Linked DNA regions of Oryctolagus cuniculus: region 2 is linked to region 1. Evidence: chromatin contacts called from public Hi-C data. All regions are on one chromosome and are shown on one strand. The core of a region is the stretch at or near the end of the contact, and the rest is flanking DNA. Distances in the headings are between cores, read along the strand shown.

Region 1 (6,317 bases), core at 2,867-5,366:
CCGTCATTGGAGGCTGAGGATAAGGGAGTCCTATCTTTCTGGCATCAACCCGAAGTGAAACCACTGCCAGCCTAAGCTGTGGTTCACTCTTAAACCTGCCATAGCCTCTTAATGAGTTTTAGTAGAATTTCTTTCATCAGTGTTTCTTGGATGTGTACCCTTAGGACAATTTCCAGGCACTGTGCATATTTAAAATATTACATCAGTTTTTAAAAAGTTGTCAGTAGTTTTGCTTATTTTGAGGAGCAGTAGGTCTATGAAGTTTTTCATGCTGACATCCTGAAAGTGAAACCAGTGTGCTGTTTTCTTACCACAGTTATTATTGGCTCAACCGCCTTAGCTTGTGGAGTTGTAGGAGTGACAAATCATACTGTTAGGAATCTAACTGTATATCAAATTGTTATACTCATAGAGAGATGAATTACTGCAAGTTAGTTTAAAGAACAGTATTTTGGGGACTGGGTCCCTGTCGCTCCCCCTCTTCGTGGAGGAACGACACAGGACCCTGCGCTGTTCTTTTGTCTGCTCGGCCCTCCCCGGGTTTGCTGCTGGTTCTTCCCGGGTTGGCTACCGTCCCTTCCACCTCCGTGGAAGGGCGGTTCCCCCTGGCCACTTTCCCCACTTCCGCAGGGGAGCGGCACACCACCGGCCGGCTCTCTCGGGGGCTGCACAGGTGTTCCTTCAGATAGATGTTCCCCTTAGATGTTCCTGGTGCATGTTGTCTCTCTCCTCCTTTATAGTCCTCTTCCACCAATCCCAACTCTGCTACCCACACGCCGAGTACGCTGCTCTCCTCCAATCAGGAGCAGGTCCCACAGTTTATTGGTTGAACTGGAGGCAGCTGTGTAGAAGCTGTTTCCTCCTCTCCCAGCGCCATATTGTGGGAGAGCAGATGCATAGAATAAGTCTTAATTCCAGTAACTTAGTCTAGTCCGAGTTGCTCCCAGTTGCTCCCCACAGGTCCCTGGCATAGTAGGCTAAGCGTCCACCTGCATACTGGCATCCTCATATGGGCTCTGGTTTGTGTCCCAGCTGCTCCTCTTCTGATCCAGCATCTCTGCTGTGGCCTGGGAAAGCAGCAGAAGATGGCCCAAGTCCTTGGGCCCGTGCACCCATGTGGGAGACCCAGAAGAAGCTCCTGGCTCCTGGCTTTGGATCAGCTCAGCTCAGGCTGTTGCAGCCATTTGGGGTCTGAATCAGCAGATGGAAGAACTTTCTGTTTCTCCCTCTCTCTGTCAGTAACTCTACCTCTCAAATAAATAAATAAAAAACTTTACCAAAAAACCTCAGTATTTTGACTATGTAGTTGAAAATACCTAAGTCAAAAACTGCAAAGAAACTAAGTGGCACTCAGAACTATCATTATTGTAGTTATATTGCCATTTTATTTTCATATTCGTAATACATACATACATGCAATACATACAAGTAGAGATACGTTTAGATGAAGCAAAAGGAATTGTATTAATGTATTCAGGAATTAAAATATTTGTTATGAAGCAAAAAGAGATATAAGCATAAAAAAAAAAGAATAAGTAACCTGTAATCTTAGGGTGGAAATGGAATTATCAGTAGATCTATTTTTCTCCTCTAAAGCATGTATGCTTTCTAAGTATGCCCACTGGAAGGATCTAGAAGCAAGAAAAACCCTGATTTGCAGAATGGGGTTTCTAAATACCAGGTGAGATAGGAAGTATGCAAGGTGGACACAGAACTCTGCTGAAGCAAGCTGCTGGCTACTACTGGGGAGGGGTCACAATGGGGAGCAACCCGAGGGGCTTCTACCAGCCAAAGATGCACAGTCTGAATCTCAACAAGTAGTGAATACAAAAGCTTTAAACACAAACGTACAAGAAATGTATGCATTCATACAACTCTAAAAAAATTAACAAACCTAAACATCTCGGTTTTCTTTGGAAATTGCTAGGAGGTTGTGATGTACCACCCATATTCCTCTTGGGAATGAAGGAGTCTGCCTTGCCAGATCATGCCGCGTTCTGAGCAAGCTCGCAACTGGCTGCTCGGCTCACCCCAGCTGGAAACAGCTGTGTCGGCTCACGCTGGCTGCAGACCTGCCCATAAGGAATACACTGAAAACAACTTAACTTCCGCACAACGAGGCTCATTTCACTTCCCTTCTAGTTCAAGGGCACTCCCTATCTTGTTAATTTCCAGCATTGCTCATTCTCCACATTTAGATAATCACAAAATTACTTAAGTAATATTTTCAACAAATCTGATGGGTAAATCCAGACTACGTAACTTTAATCAAGAGACAGGTGATCCAGCATAGGGATTAAAACCCCTCTCCACGGGGCAGGCATTTGGTACAGTGGCTAAGGCTCTGTTTGGGATGCCCCATCCCGTATCTGAGTGCCTAGGTGGGAGTCCCAGCTCTGCTTCCTGCCAGCTTCCTGTTAATGGGCACCCTGCGAGGCCTCAGGTGATGATGGTTCAAGCACTTGGAGCCTTGCTGCCATTTCAGGAGAACTGGCTCCAGTTCTAGGCTCCTGGCCCAGCTGTCCTGGGACTTTGCGGGAGTCAATCAGGAGATGGGAGACTCCCTCTGTCTGCCTTTCAATTAGATAAAAACAAACAAAAACCGACTTTTAGCGCAAGACATGGGTAACATCAACAACCTATGTAACCATGTAATTAAATATTATAATTAATAACCAACATTTATTAAAACACGGATAATACTGGGGCCGGCGCTGTGGCACAGCCGGTACAGCCGCCGCCTGCAGTGCTGCCATCCCATATGGGCACCGGTTTGAGTCCTGGCCGCTCCAGTTCTGATCCAGCTCTCTGCTATGGCCTAGGAAAGCAGTAGAAGATGGCCCAAGTGCTTGGGCTCCTGCACCCACGTGGGAAGACCGGGAGGAAGCTCCTGGCTTCTGATCAGCTCAGCTCTGGGCCGTGTTCTGGCCGTTGCGGTCATTTGGGGGGTGAACCAGCAGATGGAAGACCTCTCTCTGCCTCTGCCTCTCTGTAACTCTTTCAAATAAATAAATAAATGTTAAAAAAAAAAAAAAAAACATGGATAATACTAAAAGCATCAGGTAAGGTTGATATCACCATCTTTGGATTAGGGAAGTTCCAAAAACTGTTCAAGTTTGTGATTCCCCAAACTTGTGTGTACACACATTCAATTTCTCTGGAACACGACTGAACGGGTCCAATTCTATCAGCTAACTCGTTTAAAATCAGCACTAGTAGGATCATCAAATACCTGATCATAAAGTTAATTTCTTCAAACTGCAGGTGGTCTAACAAATGACTTTTGGAATGCTGGCCACATTTTAGGGAGATGTTCAATGTTATATTCTCCATAGGGGCAACAAATGGGGGGTTTGCACGTTCATTAGGTAGTAGTAAAATAATTTACTGTGTCGAGCATAGCATTGAAAAACAATCTGCGAAGATGGTACCCGGGTGTGTCTTATATGTATGCAAACACACGGCGGTACTTCAAAAAGTTCGCGGAAAGCGAGATAAAAAGGAAGTTTAGTTTTGGTGCAAAAAATTGTCCAACTCCAACGAGTCCACGGAAAATACATGTTGTGAAGAAACTAGGCATGGACGTTCTCTGCACCCGAATCAACTTAGCTTTCCGTTCCTTCTCGCGAGCGGGTAGTGCACGCGCGTGACCCGGGGTCTCAAGCTACTGCGTGCTTTGCAGCGCGGTGACCGCGTCCGCGGGCTCCTCCGACCTGCTGGCGCCCCTCGCCCTCCCGGTACTCACGAACGAGTCGCTCACGACCACCACCACGTTAGGGGCTCCGACCGCTCCCCGCCTCCGCCCACCTGCCCCGGGGGCCGGAGCAGCCAGCGCCGACGCTACCACCGCCGACACCCACAGCAGCAGCATCGCGCCGAGCGCCGGCCGCCAGCCCTCTCTCTATGGAATTCCGGACGAATTCAGAATGAGGAGGGCAGGGAGGACCACCAACTCTTCTCAGAGTCTGGCGTCCACACACAGCTCGGCGGCCGCCGCAGAACCACAACTCCCGTCAGGCTTAGAGCGTGCACGTACGTAAGGGAGGACTCCCCGCCGCCGCCGATCGGGTGCGTAAGGCCTTTTCATCAAATACCGAGCGAACTACATCCACCCCACCCACTTCCAGTCATGTGAACAGGGCCTGGGAGATGCGCATGCGCTCTCCTCCCCACCCCACCTCCCGCCCCCGGTCCCGGCGTTTGTAGAACAGCTGTATCTGTCCCAGGTGAGTTCGGGTCTTCGTCGCTTTTGCAGAGGTTGGAGCCTGTAAGTGGTTGGAGTGATGCTGAGAGGAGGGCCGGCAGGCTGGGGCTGCTGGGTTCGCGCCGAGCGAGCGTGGCAGCGTGGCGAGAGCGTGAACTGGGCGATGCTGAGGTGGCGGCGGGGGGCTGTCACTGAAGTTGGGCGGGGCGGATCCCTGCGCGGCCTCTGGCTGCACCGCCGCAGGTGCGATGTGGCTGTTCCGAGGCCCTTCAGTCTCATCTTGTTGCCTGCCTTTGCCCGGGCGGTGGGGGTTTCTTGCGCCCTCGCGGGGCGAGGGGCGGGTTCCCGGCCGAGTGGAGCCTGGGGCGGGGGTGCCTGGCCTCGGGCGAGCTACGGAATAGGACGGAACGGGATGTCGGAGGAACGCGGTGTTGGCCTTGTGACGTGTTCGGGTCAGAACACCCCGTTTGGCCGCAGAACAGTCGCTGCTCCCTCTTGAGTGTAGAACGCCTTTGGAGGGTTCCAGAAGAAGGTGGCTGACCTGGAGCCAAAGTCATATTTCATTATCATGGCTTCAGGTATGCAGTTTGCACATCACATTAGCCCTTGTGCTGTTCTGATAGGAGAAGGAGCAGTTGCACCATTTAGAACACACAGAATCAACTCAGTGCTGGTAACTGCCAGTTTGGGTTTTCTGTTTGTTTTGCATGAAATAATTTTAGGGGCGGTCATTTGGCCTAGTGGTTAGGAGATACCGCTTGGGACACTTGCAAGCCATGTGGAAGTGCTCGGGTTTAAGTCTCGGCTCCACTTCGCATTCCAGCGCCCTTCTAATGTGCACCCTCAGAGGCGCCGGGTGAAAGTTGGAGTACGTGGGTCCCTGGCACGCGCGTGGGAGACCCGGATGGAGTTCTCAGCTCTCACTTCAGCCCGGCGGAGCCCCAGCTGTTGCAGACTTTTGGGGAATGAACAGCACATGGGCGATCTCTCCTCTTTCTGCCTCTGCTTTTCAAAGAAATTTTTAAAAATTGCAACAAGGGACAGACCTTATTTAACATTCACAAGCCGTTTATACTAAGCATTTACTGAGTGTCTGCTGTATACCAGCCACTTCAGGGATGTAGATGTTCAATTGGGTCAATATTGCTGCTGGCTATTTAAATTACTGATGGTATGTTGTGGGGAGCAACTCGGACTAGACTAAGTTACTGGAATTAAGACTTATTCTATACATCTGCTCTCCCACAATATGGCACTGAGAAGGGAGTAACAACTTCTACACAGCTGCCTCCAGTTCAACCAATAAACTGTAGGACCTGCTCCTGATTGGAGGAGAGCAGCGTACTCAGCGTGTGGGCAGCCGAGTTGGGATTGGCAGAGGAGGACTATAAAGGAGGAGAGAGACAACATGCACCAGGAACATCTAAGAGGAACATCTAAGGGGAACATCTATCTGAAGGAACACCTGTGCAGCCCCCGAGAGAGCCGGCCGGTGGTGTGCCGCTCCCCCGCGGAAGTGGGGAAAGTGGCCAGGGGGAACCGCCCTTCCACGGAGGTGGAAGGGACGGTAGCCAACCCGGGAAGAACCAGCAGCAAACCCGGGGAGGGCCGAGCAGACAAAAGAACAGCGCAGGGTCCTGTGTCGTTCCTCCACGAAGAGGGGGAGCGACATAATGGTGCCGTGACTCGGATATGAAGCCTAGGCAGGGTTTAGTGTCGTTCCTCCATGAAGAGGGGGAGCGACAGCATGTTATAAAATATTTTTTTATTTATTTGAAAGGCAGAGTTACAGAGGTAGAAGGACAGAGAGACAGGGAGAGAGGAAGAGAGAGAGAGAGATCTCCATCTTATGGTTCACTCCCCAAATGGCTGCAATGGCCAGAGCTAGTCCAATCCAAAGCCAGGACCCTGGAGCTTCTTCCAGGTCTCCCACATGGGTGCAGGGGCCCAAGCACTTGGACCATCTTCTGCTTTCCCAGGCCACAGCAGAGAGCTGAATTGGAAGTGGAGCAGCCAGGACTCGAGCTGGTGCTCATATGGGATGCCAGCATGCAGGTGGTAGCTTTACCCGCTATGCCACAGCGCCAGGCTCCTGATGACATTTTTAATATTT
Region 2 (6,514 bases), core at 1,999-4,498, 1.1 Mb before region 1:
TAACTTCTATTCGATTCTTGGCATGGTCTATGATTATAAAGTCACTTTTTTTTTAAGGTTAGGAACCCATGGTCCAGAGTTATATTGTCTAATAGCATATCCACTTGTCAACTGTGATTTCTGAACACCTGACATGTGGAAAGTATGAATTAGGATGTATGGAAAGTGTAACATATATACTGGATTGTGAAGAATTAGTGAAAAATGTGCATGGACAATATTTCAATGTTTTACATAGATGCTGAAATAATATCTAGGGCCCAGTATCTATTAATATAACACAATAAAATACATTATAGGCATTCATTTCACCTGCTTCTTTTTGCTTTTGTTAAAGTGCTTACTAGACATCTTACATCATATACAAGTACACTTCAAAATGTTTCTGGAAAATAAAATTAAAGGTAAGTTTAGGATTATCTTTATTATATTATTATGTATAATATATTATATTCATTTAGCCAATTGGGATGTGTGCATCTGACATCAGAGTGCGTGGGTTTGAGTCCCGGCTCTGCTCCCAATTCCAGATTCCTTTTAGTGTGCACCTTGGGAGGCAGCAGTGATGGCTCAAGTAGTTAGGTCCCTGCCACCCCACTGGGAGACCCAAATTCAGTTCCTAACTGCTGGCTTTGGCCTAGTCCAGTGCTGGCTGTCGAAGGAATTTGGGGAGCAAACCAGGAGATGGGAGATCTCTATCTGTCCCTGTCTCTCTGCTTTTCAATGACATTTAAATAAATACTTTAAAATATTTTGGTACAAAAAATTTTGAAATCTATGCATACAGATGGTCTTCAAAAAGTTCATGGAAAATGTGTATTAAAAAGAAACTACGCACTGGCTTTCAAATTTTTATGCACCAAAATAAACCTAGGTTTTAATCCCACTTCTCCACTATTTAAAGTTCCCATGTATATGGCTCTTAATGTCTCTTAGAAAGCACTGGTTTGAGAATGTTAAAGCTTTTTTTAAAAGAATTATTTTATTTATTTGAAAGACAGAATTACAGAGACAGGTAAAGCCAAAGAGAGAAAGGTTTTCCATCTGCTGGTTCACTCCCCAAATGACTGCAATGGCCAGAGCTGAGCTGATCTGAAGCCAGGAGCTTCTTCTGGGTCTCCCACGTGGGTGTAGAGGCCCAAGCACTTGGGCCATTCTACTGCTTTCCCAGGCCATAGCAGAGAGCAGGATCAGAAGAGGAGTAGCTGGGACCCAAACAATGTCCATATGGGATGCTGGTACTCCAGGCTGGGGCTTTAACCCGCTGTGGCACAGCGCCGGCCCTAGGAAAGTTGAAGTTTGCTCACAAACGGTATAGAGGATCTGGGTTTGGAAGGGGAGGTCTACTCTCAACTCTGATCCAGTGCCATCTGTGTTTGCAGACGCCTCAGTGGGGCCTTTAGATAAGAACCCTGGAATAATGACTCAAAGCAAACTTCTGCTCTGGGTACATCTATAAAACACTACCTTCAAAAAGCCAAGACAACGCAATAGGAAGCATTCACCAAAAAGCCAAAGTGGAATTCCGGGTCCCTGGAAGTCCATGCACACAGAATCCAGATGTAGAAATCCAGCCAGTCCTCCCCAGTCCCCACGGCGTGCCCCTCACTCTGACTTCACAAGCATGGAAACAGGTCCCAGGAGGCAGACTCTCGGCCACCTGCTGCCCGCCGGGTACCCGGGGACTGGTGCACCGCCGGGCACGTCGCCGATGTCCAGTAAATGCCTGCTGGATGATCACGCCTCCGGATCCCAACGCCAGGCTCCCCACTCCGCAGGATCTGAGCACAACACCTCCGCTTCTGCCAACACCAGACGCTCAGAGAGACTCTTGACTTTTAACTCAAAGGGACATCCATAGGAACGCTCTCTGCGTAGTAACACCTCTCTATACTTTTCGGGAACGCAATCGAATGGGACACCTTGCTTCCTGCTTTCAAAGCATGACAAGTGCCGGCTTGACCCGATATCGTGCCTAATTGGTAGGACGTGACACCAAAGGCGCGTGTGTGTCCCCCATGCAGTCCAGCAAGGCGCAGAGCGGGACCCCGTCCCCTCCCTCTCAGCACCAGTCTCCACGCCCTGCCTACTGCTCCTGGCTTCCTACGCGCCCCCATCCGGCGGCCTCCCTCCCTCGGCGTTCGAGAAGACGCACGGAACCGCCTATCCTCGCCAAGTTCTGAGCGTCCCTGAGAGATTAAAAAGAGACCTTGCGCGCGAGCTGCAGCGTCCCGCGGCCGCGTTCACCCAGGACCCCGCCGCCGGGGCCGGGATTCCACCAGCAACAGTGACCGCTCCACTGCACAGGAGAGCGCAGCAGCCCGCAGGAGGGAGCCTCGGCCGCAGATCCGCACCTGGTCCCCACCCCGGCCGCGTCCGCAGCACGGAAGGCTCCAGGCAGAGCGAGCACACACTCCCTCCCCGGTCCTGCCCAGGCACGCGCGCCTACTTACCGTCTGGTACCACCAGCTCGCGAACGCCATGGCTGCAACCGGCAGGGTCCGAGCGGCGCGACGGGGAAGCCCGGGAAGGCGAGGGGTGCGCTGCTGGGCGCCCGGCTGACACTGTGCCTGGCGCGGGTGCGGCTGGAGCTGGACTCCACCAGCTCCCCAGAGCGCCAGGTGGGCGGCACCTAGGGGCGGGGCCGGTGGGGTCCCCGCCCCTACACAGAGCCTCACCCCTGGCCTCAGCCCCGCCTCCGGTGTCGTTTCTCCGGGCAGCCGCGCCCTGCGGCCCTACTGCGCACCGAAGACAAGAGCCCGAGCTCAGCGCCGCGACCCCACTCTGGGGACCCCGATAAACTTCATTCCCGCTCTGTGCCCACCCTCCCGTCACTCCAGTCTCTCCAGCCAACTTTTCTCCATGCGCCCCTACCCCTCTACACCCGGCCTGCGCCACGCCCAGCGCACTTGGCCCCTGCCCGCGAAGGCCCAACCATCTCCGGCCACCTGCCCTGCGGCGGCCGCCGAGCCCGCCGGAGCCCCTTCCCGGCCCGCAGCCGGGCCCACCCGGGAGGACAGGCCCGGCGGGGGCCCAGGCGGGAGCCCCAGGTCAGGGGGTTCCCCCGGTCGCCAGCGTCACTCACCTCCTGGGTGTGCCTGGCCGCGGCGCGCCGGGGCCGCGGGGAAGCAGCGGGCTTCTGGCCCGGCTGGGACATGGCGAGGCTGCGGCGCTGCCTCCGGGAAGGCGCGGCAGAGACTGTATCAGAGTCCGGGCGGGCGGCCGAGGGCAGGGCGCGCGGCCGAGGGTGCGGCGGGCGCGGCCGTGAGGCAGCTTTTCCGACCCAGCCCTGCGCCCGCGCCGGGCCCCCCTCTCCCTATAGGGCCCTCCCCTTCCTGCGCGGTGCGGGCAGCGGCTCCCGCTGCAGCTGTCCCCTGGCTCTCGGCCCTAGACGCTCAGCCCGGGTCCTCGCTTGGGAGCCTCCGGGACCCGCGGGTCTGGAGAAGGGCGCTGAGGGGGCTGTAGGGTTCCCCCACCGCGCCGGGGCTGCCGCGCACTGGTGCAACTGGACGGCGGCCCGGGCGTGGCCCGTGCGCGCCGGGGAATCTGGCGGATTCGGCCCCTTTCCTGCAATCTGCCCTGGTTTACCAAATGTCGCCGGCCAGGGCCTGGGCCGCCCCGATAAGGAAGCAGAACACACAGCAAGCGGGTCTGTGGGTGCGAGCGCCTGTCTGTGACTTCGGCATTCTTTGGCAATTAGGAGAGTTGCATGACGTTTTTGGGGAGGAGGCCGTGGGTTCCGATCCAAGCCTCCCCCCCCCCCCCCCCAGCCTTTCTGGAGTCGGGCGGGTTTTGTTTCTGGGGCTGGATTGCTTTTGCCTTGGGCCCATCTTAAAAAGCACTTCCTGGTTTGGGGCTGGAAGTGAAACGTAACAAACCCTCATCCGCAGAAGCGGTGAACCGACGCCCTGACCCGGGACTTCGGAATGGCGTGGTCATCTGGGGCCTTAGGGAGGCTCCAGCCCGAGGTGCTGTGTTGTGACAGGTGCACTGGGAGAAGCCAGATCAGAGAGACAGATTTGTCCTGCTGCTTGCAGGGAGCAGGCAGAGCGGAGTTGTGACTTCCCCTTTGCACTCTCCCGCCTGGTTGTAGGGATTCTGACTCTATCTCCTTAAGGGATAGACGAACAGCATTCTTAACTTGGTGCTGGAGGGGATTTTAATGCATTTCCCCTGTAAGCATTCTGCTTAGGTTAAGTGTCTAGCCGTTGAACAACAGGCTGCAATACGGGAGTTTATGCTTTCAATGAAACAGCTTGGATGCGGGAACTACGGCTGTCCACCGACGGTGAATGGATTGGTGGCATCAATTACATGGAGGGGAGGGGGAGATGTCATGAGCCTGCAAAAACTGTACTTATGATTGTGACCAAACCATGACAGTAAAGTGAACAAACATAAAACCCACAGGGGTGAGGTCGCAGCACCTCCTTTGCCCCAGCAACTGCAGCTAGTTTCTTCCTAGGGAGCCCAGACACCCTAGCCGAGCAAGCTGATTGTTCTAACTCTGGAAGACTGGTCCCATGAACTTGGAGGCATTTAGTAGGAATTGGGGCTGGCTCTGTGGCATATAGGGTTAAGCCTTGGTCTGCAGCAGCGGCATCCCATATGAGCCTCAGTTCAAGTCTCGGCTGTTCCACTGCCAATCCAGCTCCCTGCTATGCACCTGGGAAAGCAGTGGAAGATGGTGGCCCAAGTCCCTGGGCCCTTGCACCCATGTGAGAGACCTGGAAGAAGCTCCTGGCTCCTGGCTTCAGACTGGCCCAGCCCTAGCCATTGTGGCCATAAGGGAAGTAAACCATCGGATGGAAGACCTCTCTCTCTCTCTCTCTGCCTCTGCCTCTGCCTCTGCCTTTCCTTCTCTCTAACTCTGCCTTTCAGATAAATAAATAAATCTTTAAGTTTATTATTAGCCTAATACTCTCTGCCTGAAATCCTTACAAGAAGAAAAGATTATGGAAAGGTGTTTTGTCATACTGATTAAGATATTGGGTGGAAGGCCTACATCCCATAATTGAGCACATGGGTCTGAATCCTGGCTCTTCTCCCAATTCCAACTTCCTGCTTTTATGCACCATGGGAGGCAGAGTAACAGACAGAGAGAGGGAAAGACAGAGAGAGAGGTCTTCCATCCACTGGTTCACTCCCCAAATAGCCACAACCGCCAGAGCTGGGCCTATCTGAAGCCAGGAGCCAGAAGTTTCTTCCAGGTCTCTCACATGAGTGCAAGGGCCCAAGCACTTGGGCCATCTTCCACTGCTTTCCTAGGACACATTAGCAGGAAGCTGGATCAGAAGTAGAGCAGCGCCCATATGGGATGTCAGTGTCGCAGGTGGAGGCTTAACCTACTGTGCCACAGTGCCAGCCCCAAATAAATAAATCTTTAAAAAAAAAGTGTGAGGAATTTTCCAACAGGGTATTTAAAAATTTAAACCAGTTAGTTTTGGGGGCCCAAGTTGTGGTGCAGCAACTAAGCTACATCTTAGGACACTAGCATGCCATAAATGGAGCACCAGTTCAAGTCCTGGCTGCTCAGCTTCTGATCCAACTCCCTGCTATTACACCTGGGAGAGATGCGGAGGATGGCCCAAGTACTTGGGCTCCTGCACCCACAGGGGAGACTGGAGTGGATAGAGTTCCTGCTCCTGGCTTTGGCCTGGTCCAATCCCAGCCATTGTAGCCATCTGGGGAATGGACTAGTGTATCAAGGATCTCTCTCTCTCTCTCTCTCTCTCTGTGTGTGTGTGTAACTCTGCCTTTCAAATAAATAAATCTTAAAATAACCGCATAGTTTTACTTCCTTGAGAGTCTTCTACCTAAAGCTCCATGAAAGTATGGTAGAGACTGAAAATATACATTCTTTATTTCCATGGACTCACAGGTTAGCTAAGTCACACTGGCACTGGGAACACATGATAGGGTGGGTGACACCAAAGCACACAGCGTGTGGACAAGTACAGAGGGCTCTGGAATTTGGGGGTCCTGTTGACCACAGGCTGGGAAAGGGGGTTTGAGCAGGCCGGCTTCCCGGGATGCACTGCTTCCTCTTGCCTTGTTTGGCCTGAGCGAGGGGAAGCTCCCTCCTGGTCATCCTCACATTGTATGTTTGCATCATCCTCGCTGCTTCTACACTTGTTCAGCATTGCATTTCATCAGGAAATGTGTCCAACGACAAGAGCAAAGAGAGGCCTCCAGGGGCCAGTCGGCCTGGAAAAGGAGCCTGCAGACAAGTGGGTGCCCAGATGGAGGGAGGGGAAGGGTGTTCCGAAGGAAAGGATCAACCACAATATGGGCCATATAAGCATAAAAAATGTTGCCCAAAGGTTGCCGAGGCGGGGTAGACAGGGTGTCCTTTTGCTCTGCCAGTGGACAGTTTCTTTGGTAAATCACAGCAGAGAAAACTGGGAAGAGGTGGAGTTTTTTCTGGGTACCCCAGTCTGGGGCATCCCCTCCTCTTGGGGTGGTGTTTTCTTCCTCACCAACACACACCCCAAGAGCAGAAGCCACCCCAGAA

Evidence for each region. Hi-C and Micro-C count contacts between places; a contact is called where the count stands out from the background.
Region 2: a Hi-C map of an unstated tissue shows a contact between it and region 1, with 10 times the contacts expected there. The contact joins the enhancer-like site here to the promoter of SKIC3 in region 1. A contact is called at or near these places in 2 of 6 Hi-C or Micro-C datasets (psoas muscle and an unstated tissue).

Annotation. Positions count from the first base shown.
Region 1 is chr14:18,160,971-18,167,287 of mOryCun1.1, reverse strand. It overlaps SKIC3 (SKI3 subunit of superkiller complex), which reads left to right and starts at 4,116. Exons shown (of 42, transcript XM_008261957.4): 1 at 4,116-4,226. ARSK (arylsulfatase family member K) reads right to left here and starts at 4,017. Exons shown (of 7, transcript XM_070056478.1): 1 at 3,746-4,017. The coding sequence starts at 3,871.
Region 2 is chr14:19,303,900-19,310,413 of mOryCun1.1, reverse strand. No RefSeq gene overlaps it. Among named protein-coding and RNA genes, the nearest start is that of CAST, 56 kb to the left of the region's middle. Within about 2 kb of position 3,248, at least 7 of the 8 cell types and tissues checked have an H3K27ac peak or open chromatin away from gene starts, as enhancers often do.